Linked DNA regions of Sus scrofa: region 2 is linked to region 1. Evidence: chromatin contacts called from public Hi-C data. All regions are on one chromosome and are shown on one strand. Each heading gives the region's core, a stretch centred on a gene start, on an enhancer-like site or on the middle of the called end of the contact. The rest is flanking DNA. Distances are from core to core; before and after follow the strand shown.

Evidence for each region. Hi-C and Micro-C count contacts between places; a contact is called where the count stands out from the background.
Region 2: a contact with region 1 is called in a Hi-C map of liver, with 3 times the contacts expected there. The contact joins two enhancer-like sites. A contact is called at or near these places in 2 of 47 Hi-C or Micro-C datasets (embryonic fibroblasts and liver).

The regions. Positions count from the first base shown.
Region 1 is chr17:17,344,155-17,347,208 of Sscrofa11.1, forward strand. All of the region lies in intron 3 of PLCB1 (1-phosphatidylinositol 4,5-bisphosphate phosphodiesterase beta-1), which reads left to right. Among named protein-coding and RNA genes, the nearest start is that of PLCB1, 340 kb to the left of the region's middle. Within about 2 kb of position 1,602, at least 1 of the 83 cell types and tissues checked has an H3K27ac peak or open chromatin away from gene starts, as enhancers often do. A contact at or near this core is called in liver, where this site is marked.
Region 2 is chr17:17,585,163-17,588,216 of Sscrofa11.1, forward strand. All of the region lies in intron 14 of PLCB1 (1-phosphatidylinositol 4,5-bisphosphate phosphodiesterase beta-1), which reads left to right. Among named protein-coding and RNA genes, the nearest start is that of PLCB4, 330 kb to the right of the region's middle. Within about 2 kb of position 1,514, at least 9 of the 83 cell types and tissues checked have an H3K27ac peak or open chromatin away from gene starts, as enhancers often do. A contact at or near this core is called in liver, where this site is marked.

The DNA of each region.
Region 1 (3,054 bases), core at 352-2,851:
AATCTCCAGTTATGGGAGCAGCTTCATTGAACTGTCATAAAATAAAAAAGATTTGACTTTAAAACTATTAAGACCTGATGGGTAGGTAGTTCTGCTTCCACCAATTACAGGATAATTTCTGACAAGTCACTTAATCCCTGTAAGCATCAATTTACTCATCTCAAAATAGCAATCATGATTATTGTAATACCTCACAATTTTGATGTGTTATTCTATGTGAATTTTTATTTTATGAATTTTTATCCAACTCATTTTTAAAGTGGTGTTTGCTCTGCAAATGCTACTTTTTGTGGTTAAGTCAGCATATATTCCTTGCCTCCTCTAAATACTTATTTATTTGTTTATTTAGGCCACTCCCAAAGCATGTGGAAGTTCCTGGGCTAGGGATCTAACCCACAGCATAGCAGCAATCCAAGCCACTGCAGTGACAATGCTGGTTCCTTAGCCCACTGTGCCACAAGAGAACTCCTAAATATTTATATTCTTGCTGAAACAATGTAGAAAGATGCTTTATGTGAACAGCACAGCAGTCTTACTTGGAAGGTGAAATAATTACAAAAATCCATGTGCAGTTTTCTATCTTTCCTCTTGTGGGAAAAACAGTTCTGATGGTCAAGGAGGAAGGCTTTAGCAAGTTTCCCTTACTGCATTGAATTGCATTTTACTTTATTTGGAAATAGAGTATTTCAGGGTGGGAGGATTTGTGCTGTTTAATTCTCTAACAAAAGCGGGTCATAAATGTCTTGCTAATAAGTCTTATTGTAATTGTATGAATCCCACTCATCTTAAAAATACCTCATTCCAACTCGCCAAATACCTTATTTCCCACTTGTTTACAGTGATAAAACAAATAAAGAACATATTTTCTTTGTATTTTTCTAGAGAAGATTGGCTTTGGGATAGGCTTTTTTTGTTTTTTCACTTCCTCTTCAGATAGATATAGACAGATAGAGATATAAATATAAATATTACAAGCATTTCCTGCTTCGTGGGCAAAAGAGAAATTCACAGCAGCTAACATTTAGCAAGTGTGCAAAGCATATTCTAAACACTTTACACGTATAAATCCACTGAGGCTAAGTACACCTTTAAGCTCTTTTACTGTTTGCAGATGTGTTGAGTTCAGAAAATATTGATGGCTTTCTTATTGCTGGTGATGGCATGGAGCAGCCATCTAGTGACCTTTGTATAATCATGATATATAAAAGGGCTGACCTGGGAGCTTTACCAGAATGATTTAAGAATGATTGATTAGAACAAACCATGGCATTTCTGAAAGAGGACAGATTGATTTTATGTTCTTAGTTGGAGTGTTTATAGCTTGTAATGCAGCTGTCTGCTTTTATATATTCTTAAACAAGCTCCATAGACCTTATTACATAATTTAAATGTTTTGTTTAGAATTTGATATTGCAAGTGAATTCAGCTTCCTCTTTGCATTTATCCATGTTTCTTTGCAGACATTTTACCATTATTCTAGATTACACTTTAAAGTAAATCAATCAGTCTGGATAAAGGTTAAAAAACATGTTATGTTAACTGTTAATAATCTCCAGATACTGAATCAATTCTATGTTAGTTCTGAGTTTCTTTGGCAGGAAAAGAGTTCTAAATTCTGACTCTCTCATCACTGCTGCTGAGTACTTTCACCACAACTCCCTCCACAGTAAGACTTGGATCCACAGTACTTGATTTTCCTAATCACCTCTCAAATGTGATAGAATATGAAAACTACCACTGGCCAATAAGCAGAAAAGATCTATAGAAAATCTACTTCCATGAATAAAAAGAATTGCGAGAACACTTTTCTGTGTTGTTCTAACAACAAAAGATCATACAGAAAAATTAAGAAAATAATCCCATTTACCACTTCATCGAAGAGAATAAAATACCTAGGAATAAATCTACCTAAAGAGGCAAAAGACTTGTACTCTGAAAACTATAAGCTATTGGTGAAGGAAATTGAAGATGACATGAATAGATGGAAACGTATACCATGTTCTTGGGTTGGAAGAATTAATATCCTCAAAATGTCTGTACTAACCAAGGTAATCAGGGCAATCCCTATTAAATTAACAATGGTATTTTCCACAGAACTAGAACAAAAAAAATTAAAATTTATATGTAAATACAAAAGATTCCAAATAGCTAAAGCAATCTTGAGAATGAAACATGGAGCTGGAGAAATCAGGCTCCCTGTCTTCAGACTATACTACAAAGTTACAGTCATCAAAACAGTATAGTATTGGCACAAAAACAGAAATTTAGGTCAGTGGAACAGCATAGAAAGCCCAGAAATAAATCTGTGAACATATAGTCAGTTAATCTGTGACAAAGGAGGCAAGAATATACAGTGGAGAAAAGATAGTATTTTCAATAGGTGGTTCTGGGGAGACTGGACAGCTCCATGTAAAAGAATGAAATTAGAAGTTTCTAACACCATACACAGAAATAAAATCCAATCGAGAGTATATAAGAATTGAAGGTCTAGTAACCATCTTGTAACCATGAAGAAAAAAATCCACAGGGTAAAAATATCAAAGCAGAAATACATAGAGTCCAGAACCCTAAACATCCATAACAACCCTATAAACTGGCACACATCTTGTTATGTAAGAAAAAGAAAACCCCATATGTAGTGTTATTCAGGTTTGCTGTTATTTCTGAGCCAAACAGCCATAATTAGTAATTCTACAATTAAAGAAGAAACCAGAAAATTCCAGGCTAAGTAGAAATATTGTGTTAAAAAAAATACCTGTATCAGTGTAAAACATGACCAGAAAAATGTAAAAAATAGTTCTGGACAGCCTCTGAAAACTTGATGTCTTAAAAGTAAAAGAGATATTTCCATGAAGTAGAAAGTGACCCAAAGGGAAGTTTTATAACATGTGCAGATTCATTTAAGATGTATCAAGAGTTATCTAACACCAAAGTCCTCATAAGCAAGCCTAAATGTGTGGTATCACAAAGAATTCACCCCTTCCCTAATTGCCAAATTTCGCCTTTGGACCAAGTCTGAGAAAGAGAGCGGAATGTTTTCGCTTTAGTGAACCT
Region 2 (3,054 bases), core at 264-2,763, 240 kb after region 1:
CTCTAATCAAAATCTTGGCAATCTACAATGTGCCATAAGAAGATCTCTGATTGGAGGCTAAACAAGTGAAGGAAACTTTAAGCTTGAATGTAGGAAGTTCTTCAATTAAAAAGTTTATCTGAGGAGTTCCCGTCGTGGCGCAGTGGTTAACGAATCCGACTAGGAACCATGAGGTTGCAGGTTCGGTCCCTGGCCTTGCTCAGTGGGTGAACGATCCGGCGTTGCCGTGAGCTGTGGTGTGGGTTGCAGACTCGGCTCGGATCCCATGTTGCTGTGGCTCTGGTGTAGGCCAGTAGCTATAGCTCCAATTCGACCCTAGCCTGGGAACCTCCATGTGCCGCGGGAGCAGCCCAAAGAAATAGCAAAAAAAGACAAAAAAAAAAAAAAAAAAAAAAAAAAGTTTAGCTGACATTGGAACAATCCCTTTGGAAAACTGTTTGGCATCATCTGCAAAAACTAAGCTGAACACATACCTATGAACCTCTGGGCCCCAGAGAATTCCATCCCTAGATGTACCCCCATGAGAAATGCATAGAGCTGTTCACCAGGAGATGTGTACAGGAATTGCTTAAAGCAACACTGTTCAGACTAGCCCATGAAGAGATAAGTAAATCATGGTATAATCATGCCACAGAATAATGAGCAGCAATAATGATCTACAATTGCACACAGCAGTATGGACAAATCCCAGAAACACAATGTTGAGTAAAAGAAGTCAAATGCAAAATGAAACAAAACAACACAAAACAACAACAGCAACAGAAAGTATCCACTCTATGCTTCTATTTATATAAAGTACAAAAACATGCAGAACTAACCTGGACCATTGGAGGTCAGGAGATGGTTACCCTTGGTGAAGAATGACTAGAAACCCAAGGAGGTTTCTGGACACTGGTTATATTTTGTTTCTTGTCCTGGGTACTGTTTCCTAAGGTCTGTGTGATCTGTTTATGGGCTGTACACGTATGCTATGTGTACTTCTTTGTATACCAATCATATGTAAAAAGATTTAAAAGTCATTTTTAAAAATTGAAATATAAACTCTAGGGCAATCAGGGAAAAAAAAAAAAAGATTGGCCAAGACTCTTTCTTTTCTTCCATGTTTCCACCTCAACTGCCAATTACTTTTATTGTTTAGATTAAAATCCTCATCAACAGATGTTTTATAATTCCTTGAAAGGTTTTTTAGGTTTTGGGGTTTTTTTGGGTTTGTTTTGTTTTGTTTTTTGGTAGTTTTTGACTGGGTGTTTCAAACATTATTATGCAATTCTGATTCTTTTTTCAAAAATAACTTTTGTTCCCAGTAAGCATGTTCTTTTTGCAGTTTTGGAATGAATGTCACTCACAGGCCACCTCTTTCTCAGGATGATCCTGTCTCTTGAATGCTAGTGAGGGAAACGTGCCTTCCTTTGCATGTGGGAGCTTGTTGTTTTACCATCTGCCTTTCCCAGTCCCCTCCCTTTTATTAACTGGATACATAACACAAATAACGATTTTTACAGGCAGTGAACACTGTTGCTTAATTCAGAGAAAGAGCAAGCAATCTGTTAGTAATTGGGTAGATTTCCTAAGCTAGCTCCCGAACTCGGTTGTGCAATCTTTATTTTGATGGAAAGTTTTGAGCATTTTAATATGTAGGTATGCCCCTGAATAAAGAGCACTGCTCATTTACCATTTGCATCAGGAACACATGTAACTTAGATGTTTTCAGCATCGGAAACCCATGTAACTTGAAACATTTGAAATGTTTCGTATATCAAAGCTCGTCTATCACGGCCCCTGTTGGCCACATCCTCCCCCAAAATCTAGCTCTTTGCCTGTACCCTTGTCAAAGAACTGGAATATAGTAAATTTTTATTGTTCAAAAAGATTCCTCCAAGTTCCCTCTAAAAATGTATAAGGGAGAAATCAGTTTCCTGCTCATAGAGTAAAAGAAGATAAATTCTTTCTTTCCCACGTATGTCAGAGAATGGCGGGATTATTTGAAATGACTGCTGGGTTGCTGTGACCCACGAAGCACTGTTCTGCCAAACACCTTCCTAAATTACTCAATCAAAAGAATCCCCCCTCTAATTAAAAAAAAAAAAAAGTTACAAAAACTCGAGGCAATAAACTTGATTATAAAAACTTTTTAACCTCTTAAAAGAATGTGTCTCTGATAGAATGTTTTCTAGTCAAAGTAGAATTGATTCATCTTATCAACTAACAGTATCAGCATCATAGTTAGTTACATGTGGCTTCCCTTTAATAAACAAACTGTAAATTATAAGCTGTGTTGGTTCTAGACATCTTTTCCCTCTAAAGATTATTTCATGAATACTTTGCTCGCTGCTATCATTCAGTAATCGATTGAACTTTGTCAGCCAAATGAAAACATTTATCAGCTTCTTGGAGGCAGTGCTGGGGGCAGTGTCATTTATAGAGATTGAGAAGCTGAGAGAAGGCAAGGAGGGGAGGTACTAGCCCATGGTAAATTACCTCACTGTTGAGCCAATATTGCCATCTACTGGGCTTCTTATGCTATTGCACCAAGTGGACCCTGAAAGAAGTCAAATCCAACAATTTAAAAGTATGCTTTATTTACTTTTTGACTTGAACATCTTGTTACATAATTGATATGACTGAGTCTGACTGAAGCCCAGAACTTGGAAGAACATAATGCCTTATATCAATGGGAATATTTAAGCTAGTGGAATCAGCCACCTAATCTTCAGAAGGAAAAACAATCTATTGAAATGACCATATATTGGCTAAATGTGAAGCTGCATTATATATGAATGAGGTAATTTCTATGCATAATTATTTTAGAGTTCACCCATTTTATCCTACCCTTTTAAACAGAATATCACCATTTTTAAAGATACGTGCACTGTTTAGATGACAGTACCTCCATCAAATAAGCCTGTAGGCAAGTCACAGGATACAGCTGATACCTTACAGTTTTTGAGGAATCAGCTGTGCTACTGTAGCACCTGTTCCTGTCCCAACTCTTGTCCCCTACCTTGACTTGTGTGAGGTCCTCTCTGGACTTGGAAAAGTAGCACCAAATGTCAC